Linked DNA regions of Mus musculus: region 1 is linked to region 2. The links are chromatin contacts, called in public Hi-C maps. All regions are on one chromosome and are shown on one strand. Each heading gives the region's core, a stretch centred on a gene start, on an enhancer-like site or on the middle of the called end of the contact. The rest is flanking DNA. Distances are from core to core; before and after follow the strand shown. Region 1 overlaps Snph (syntaphilin). Region 2 holds the start of Sdcbp2 (syndecan binding protein (syntenin) 2).

Region 1 (3,150 bases), core at 314-2,813, 33 kb before region 2:
CTCTGCTACATCCTTAGCCTCCAAATCCTTCTTTCGAAAATGGTCTTCCCCTGGGTTTTGTTCCCAGTATCCACACTGTGTGTCACAACCATTTGTAATGACATTCTAAGGGATCTAAAATCCTCTTCTGGCCCCCATGGGCACCAGGCACACATGTGATACACATATATATGTGTAAACACTCAGACACATAATAAAAATAAATCTTTTTAATTAAAAAAAAAGAAGAATTCTAAAAACAAACAAAAAAACCAAAATGGTCTTACTGGCCAGAGGAGATGTCTCGGTTGTAAGGTACAAGCTTCAGGGCTGAGTCTGCATCCCTAGTTTGTCATGGTGCACACCCAGAATCCCAGCCCTTGGGAGGCTGAAGCAGAAGGATTCTTGGGGTTTGTTGGCCAGACAGTCTAGATGAACTGGTGAGCTTTAGGTTCAGTGAGAAACCTTGTTTCAGAAAATAAGCCATTGAACAAGACACCCCACTTTGGCCTCTGGCTTCCACATATACACAAGTGCACATGTACAAACACACACACACACACACACACACACACACACACACACACACCTTACACCTTCAGACCTTCTAGTCAGTTTTTGTCCTTGTGACAAAAGATGTCAGCAAAGTGAAAAGGGGGAATTTTTGAACATAGTTTAAGTAGGATTAGCCTATGGGAGAGGGGCATAGCTGTTCACCTCACAGCAGCCCCACAGAGGGGAAAGAGAGACAGACAGACAGACTGATAGAACGAGAGGATAACTATATATACAGACTCTCTTCTTTCTTTTGCTCTGTGACCCAGCCTACGGGATGGAGCCCCCACATTCAGGGTGGCTTCCTCCTTTAGTTCCTCTGCTCTGGAATGCCCCCCCCCAGACACACCCAGAAGGGTGCATTCCTCATCCCCAGTGCTGACTATCACTAATCGCCGCACCTTGCGTGAGTAGAACCAATATGAGGACCCCATTGGCTGAAATGGAGGAGGAAGCCTGAGCCCACCCTGCCTAGCAGTCCAGAGCTAAGTTTCTTAGGTGGTGTGTAGATAGAGGCTTGGGACCGGTTCTGAGGCATCTGAGACTAGTCCTGTGGAGCTGCCTCAGCCCTCAAGCCTTTCCTGGTTACCTTGGAAACCCCTGCAGCGTTTAGCCAAGTTGTGGAACAGTCCTGCCACTGTTCTGGGGTTGCCACAGTGCGAACACAGAATCCAGTGGCTCTGTTGAGTGGTTTCAGTCCTGGGAGTGGCTTGTGCCAGAGACAGGAAGTGATCTGGTGAAGTACCCCCTCCCCCAACTCCTGCCAGCTTAAGTGCAGGAAGGCTGGACTCGAGTCTGCGGAGGGGGGGGGGGGGGATGAGACCGCCCTGAAACCTGCATAGTTTGGCCTGCCACCTCACTGGAGCTGCCCTGAAGTTCTAAGGTTGGAGGGTAGCTGCTGGCAAGCATCCGGGCCCGTTTCCATTTCCATCTCTGGCATTAGCATCCAAGGAGCACAAGTTGCTCTATCTGCCAGGGAAGGCTGGTCCAGGTTCTGCCTTGGCAGCGATGGGATCTTTCCCAAGCTCTGGTTGCCGTGCTCGGCTTTGCACAGCTGCTGGAGGCTGAGTCATAAGCTCAGCCTGTTCTGTTCTCTGGGGTTGCAGGGTTGCTTTCTTCTTTCATAGGTGGCTGATACTTTGTAGGTTGGGGGGGGGGAGATACCTTCAAAGGTATATTCTGGGACTGTCACTTAGAACACTGGCTGACCTGAGCACCTGGCTGCTCCCCATGTTGAGTAAGATGCCAGGATCTCCCAAGAGATGCAGCTTCCTGATCGTACAGCTTCGGAAACTGTGACCCAGAAGAGACAGCATCATATCCCAGTCCCTTGTTTTATAAACAGCCCTAAATGAGAATGTGGGACCCAGATACCCTAGAGACCATCTCGTCTAGCTTCATGATCTAGCACGGGGTTTTAAACCATTATATTATGAACAACTGTGTGTTGATTGTGTTTGTTCCTATGAAATACACCAGGGAACTTCAGCTAAGAGGCCAAGACAGGAAGGGATGAGAGCCAGTCCCTGTAGGAAGGCTGCAGAGCACAGGCTGAATACACAGACCTGGGGGGTGGGATGCAGTGGGCTGGCAAACAGCTCAAGCAGAGATATGGTGGTGCTTTGACAAGCAGAGCTCTCATTATGTACACATGCACACACACATGCACACATGCACACACACGCAGAGGAGGAAAAGAAAAGGGCGGAGGAGACTGTTGTAGGTGGAAAGGGTTTGATCACCAAGATTAAGTTTTTCCCACTTTGCTTCCATATAACCACAAGCTTCTGATAGATTTCAAACATGGTCCAGGTCTTTTCTCTGTTAATCTTGATGCTAACCCAGACCCATGCCCTCTTGCATTCACCCCTAGAAGGTTTTCACAGCTTCCTGCCTGCTCTCCTTTCCTCTGGTCCTGTCCTTTCCCTACAAACTCTACCCAGGGCTTCCTTGAATAAACGTCTGATGTGCCCATCTCCTTTGTGGGATAGCTCCATGCCTCCCTGTGGCCCACTGGACACGACCCTGGCCTACCAGGCTATGTGGCCTCACTCACTGATCCTCGCCTCTGAGCAGCTGTATTATTGAGTTACTTACTGCCTTTGGCCATGCCACCCTGTCTTCCCACTGGTGGACTCCTGCCCACCCTTCCAGACTCAACACACGTTTCTGATGGGAAGAAGGTTTTCTTGACCTTCCCGAGGCCACCAAAATGTCTTGGCTATTTCTTTTTTGAAGGTCATATCACACTTCAATTATCTACTTCCAGACCAGTGTCTGATCCTGTTCGTCCAGTGGCTCTTGTGTGGCAGAGCCGCCATCCATGCCATCTGCATGCACTGTTTCGTGTTACTTTCACGGTGCCCAGCGAGGAGGTGCCGCTCCCGGTGGGTGAGAGGCTGAATCTCAGCAGTAGCCAGACTTGCTGAGACACGCGTTCAGAGTACAAGAGCCAGAATTCAACCCCAGGTCTGTTCAGCCCTATTTCTGCAGCCTTTCAGCTCTTGCTCCTCATTATAAGCCCTTAGGCAGCACTGGGCATGGGGATGACCAATCAAAGAGGCAGATGTTTGTGCAGTTGCTATGGAGTGTGCACAATGGGGAAACAGGGACACT
Region 2 (3,602 bases), core at 441-2,940:
CAGAAATGTCATCTGACACCTTGATAAACATTTTCCCACTTACCACCTGTAGAAAGCCTCTTAAAGAAAAACTAGGTGTAGGGAGGGAAACTCCAGCCCTAGTGAGATACACAGAAAGTAGTGTGACAGCGCAAGAGCTTGCTCAGTTCCTGCAGGTAGCTGACTCTCGGAAGGGACTTGCTCCCAAGGACTTCCCTCCCCTCACTATCGTTCGATCTCCATCCCAGAGCTTTCTATACATCTTCGTATTGTAAGCAATAACAACACAGTATATCAGCAGTCAGGCCCTGGGGAATCAGCAGGGCTGGAAAGGGGCCCATTAGCCCCCATCTTTGAACTTACAGAATAAGAACACTTTGTTCCAAACTGCTGGAACTCTGGGACTCCCACTTGTTCCTGTGGACAACTCATCTATCCTTCAGAAAACAGAAGCGTGGGTTAATGTGATGGAGTAATAGCTTCTGTAAGGCCAAATTAGCCCAGGGATCTGGTGAATCGGCAAGGAGGAGGCTGTTGCTAAGCCACAAGCATGTACCTCCTCCTTCCAGGGCTATACTGTGCCAGAGGGAACGGGACTCAGGAAATTCTGTTCTCCCAGTGAAGGTCCAGGGGAGGCAGAACAGAAGCCAGGCTTTAGAGAGGCTCAACCTACTGCTTGCCTCTGACTATGAGAGCAAAGAATGGACTAGGCTCCATGTCCGATATAGTTATTTTGTAACCATGTCCGATATAGTTATTTTGTAACTATAGTAAAATAACAGTTACTTTAAGCAGAGTTATCTAGGCATGAGAAGACTATTTAAATGGGTTACACATGGAGAACATTTAGCACAGTGCCTAGCACAAATAGGCAACTCCATAACTGTCTGCTCATCCCACCTAGGGCCACCTCCTAAGTCCAGGCACTGTTTTGGATGCCCACAGTAAGAAGTGAACACAATCATCACTCTTTGATGTAGGGACTTTGTAGTGAAGAGCTGGATTAAAAAGCCCCAAGACTTTGTGGGCTGTGTCAGGTGGTGGGAAGAACTGGGGAGGAGAATGAAGTGGGGTGGAGAGCAGAGGGTGGCAGTAGGATTAGGGAAGCCTTGCTGTGGAGGGGAGAGACATTTGTGTAAAAGCTTAAAGAATTGGGTGGGCAAGAACATTCCGGGGGGTCAGGCCCACTGCACAGACCCTGGGGTGAGCATGCCCCCAGTGTTCAGAGGACCCTGAGGGAGGAAACCAGAGAAGATGGGAGGGGCTCAGACCCTGGAGGGCTCATGGGGCTTGGTGAGAATTTTGACCCTTCTTGAGTGAGAGGGAGCCACAAGGAAAGTCTGAGCATCAGAGAGCCATAGCCTTCAGGGCCTTCTGGCCAATGGATGTAGGGTAGATTAGAGGTAAGTGTAGAAGATAGAACAGTGCAGAAAATCATACGTCCTCCAAACCCTGCCAGGGAGCAGAAAAAGGAAAGCTTTGTTCCCATTTCCTTCTAAGAGTGAAGCAAATTAAAAGGAATTTACCTACCTAGGAAGTCCTAGAAGACAGGACAAGGGAGGGAAAGAAATTGGTTGTGAGCAGGTCTTGTTTAGCTCCTCTATCCCAGCCGATACGGACTGTTCTTACCTGCTGGCTCCGCACGCTGTCCTCTTCTCCAGCCACTGCAGCCTCCTGGCATGTGCTGGTCGCCTGTGTCCCAGTTGGGTTCCTGCTCTGGGAAGGGTGGTGCCCGCCCCTTGTTCAGCTGACTCACCGTGGACTAGGATGGGCCCAGGTAAGCCTGTGTGGCTCGGTAAACAGAGCAGTCACCCACGAGTGGGTGGGGCTAAAGCGTACAGCTGATATGCGTAGATGCTGTAGAGATGGGTGCGAACTAGGGCTACTTGGCCCTATGAGGAAGTCAGCACGACTGTGGCGGCCTCACCCTGCCAATAGGCAGTTAACTGGAGAACAGTGAGAGAGATGTCCTGGGCCTTAAAAGATGGCCGCAGGTTGTAACCTAGTGTATTTCTTAGAAATCAATTGCAGTGCAGTCTCTGGATCCATCATGGTGTTTCTTTTAGTAAAACCAATCTAGAAATCCCAGATGCCTGACACTGGTTAAAGGAGTCACCAATCTATAGACGATGACACAATTATTAAATCATTTCAGGAAGGTGCCAAGGGGAAATATAACAATACTGAGACAGCGAATAATCACCATTGAGGTCATACCCTCTGGTTTTGTTTTCAGAAAAGTGTGTACTGCAGGAAGTCTAGAGAGCCCCACCCCCTTTCCGGCTCTCTTTCATTCTTTCTGAGATGCTAGGGACCGAGCCTTACACTCCTAAGCAAATGCTGCCTGACATCTCCAGGCCCTGGTGAGCTTTTCACTTTGTAGTTGTGTAGATTCCAATAATGGTAGCAAAGTGTGTGTGTGTGGGCACACACAGACACACACACACTGCCTTTGCCTGTGTGTATATGTAGAAGTCAGAGATTGACAGTCTTCCTCTATTCTCCTCCACCTTAGTTTTAAGACAGGGTCTCTCACTGAACCTAGTGCTCACCATTTAAGCTAGCCTGGCTGTTCAGCAAGCCCCTGGGATCCGCCTCAGCACCTGTAGTGCAAATGTACCTGCTGTTCACGACTTTCATGTGGGTGTGGAGAGGTCCTCATATATGCATAGCAAGCACATTACCCATCAAACCATCCCTCCAGCCTTACTTATGATTTTCCTAAGAAAGCAGTAAGTATTTTGGATTTTTTTTTTAAAAAATCTAATTGGAGCCGGGGGTGGTGGTGCATGCCTTTAATCCCAGCACTTGGGAGGCAGAGGCAGGTGGACTTCTGAGTTCGAGGCCAGCCTGGTCTACAGAGTGAGTTCCAGGACTGCCAGGGCTATACAGGAAAACCCTGTCTTGGAAGAAAAAAAAACAAAAAAAACAACCCCCCCCCCCAAAAAAAAATCTAATTGGAAATCTCCTAGGAAAATTAAGGAACTGTGTTGATAGGACAGAGTTTACTTTCTTTTTCTTTTCCTTTGTCCCTCTTTTTTTTTTCTTTTTTAAGACAGGCTCTCTGTATGTAGCCTTGGCTGTCTTAGACCAGGCTGGCTTTGAAGGCTTAGAGATCTGCCTGCCTTTGCCTCCCAAGTGCTAGGTTTAAGGTGTGTACCACCAAATCCATCTCTATATCTCTATTATGTTTTTTTTTTTAATTTTGTTTTTGTTTTTTTTGTTTTTTCGAGACAGGGTTTCTCTGTATAGTCCTGGCTGTCCTGGAACTCACTTTGTAGACCAGGCTGGCCTCGAACTCAGAAATCCGCCTGCCTCTGCCTCCCAAGTGCTGGGATTAAAGGCGTGCGCCACCACACCTGGCGGCTCTATTATGTTTTTTAAACCTTGAAGCTTTTGAATGTACATTTAACCCACTACTCATATGAAAGTCAAGTTAAAAAAAAAGAGGAAGAGAAATTCCTGATGGGTATAGTTGGATGATGGTGTCTAGAGAGGGACTCAGGAGTCATGTGCTAGGAAATCCCCTAAGGAATGACACAGTGTGCCCACTCAAGGTGGGGTAGGTATCAGGGATGCTGGCCAGGCAGGCTCACAGCACAGTCCCCATGATGAGCCTGGTC

The links. A called contact is a pair of places that touch in the nucleus more often than the background predicts.
Region 1: a Hi-C map of olfactory sensory neurons shows a contact between it and region 2, with 2.5 times the contacts expected there. The contact joins the enhancer-like site here to the promoter of Sdcbp2 in region 2. A contact is called at or near these places in 1 of 39 promoter capture datasets (macrophages), 4 of 484 Hi-C or Micro-C datasets (the N1E-115 cell line, brain, nephron progenitors and 1 more), 2 of 115 datasets of contacts at active chromatin or transcription factors (embryonic stem cells and intestinal crypt epithelium) and 2 of 9 other capture datasets (liver and pancreatic islet).

What each region holds. Positions count from the first base shown.
Region 1 is chr2:151,603,889-151,607,038 of GRCm38.p6, reverse strand. All of the region lies in intron 2 of Snph (syntaphilin), which reads left to right. Among named protein-coding and RNA genes, the nearest start is that of Snph, 27 kb to the left of the region's middle. Within about 2 kb of position 1,563, at least 92 of the 459 cell types and tissues checked have an H3K27ac peak or open chromatin away from gene starts, as enhancers often do. A contact at or near this core is called in the N1E-115 cell line, brain, embryonic stem cells and 1 more, where this site is marked.
Region 2 is chr2:151,570,711-151,574,312 of GRCm38.p6, reverse strand. Sdcbp2 (syndecan binding protein (syntenin) 2) reads right to left here and starts at 1,690. Exons shown (of 9, transcript NM_145535.2): 1 at 1,609-1,690. It overlaps Gm39959 (a long non-coding RNA gene), which reads left to right and starts at 2,288. Exons shown (of 3, transcript XR_866853.2): 1 at 2,288-2,342.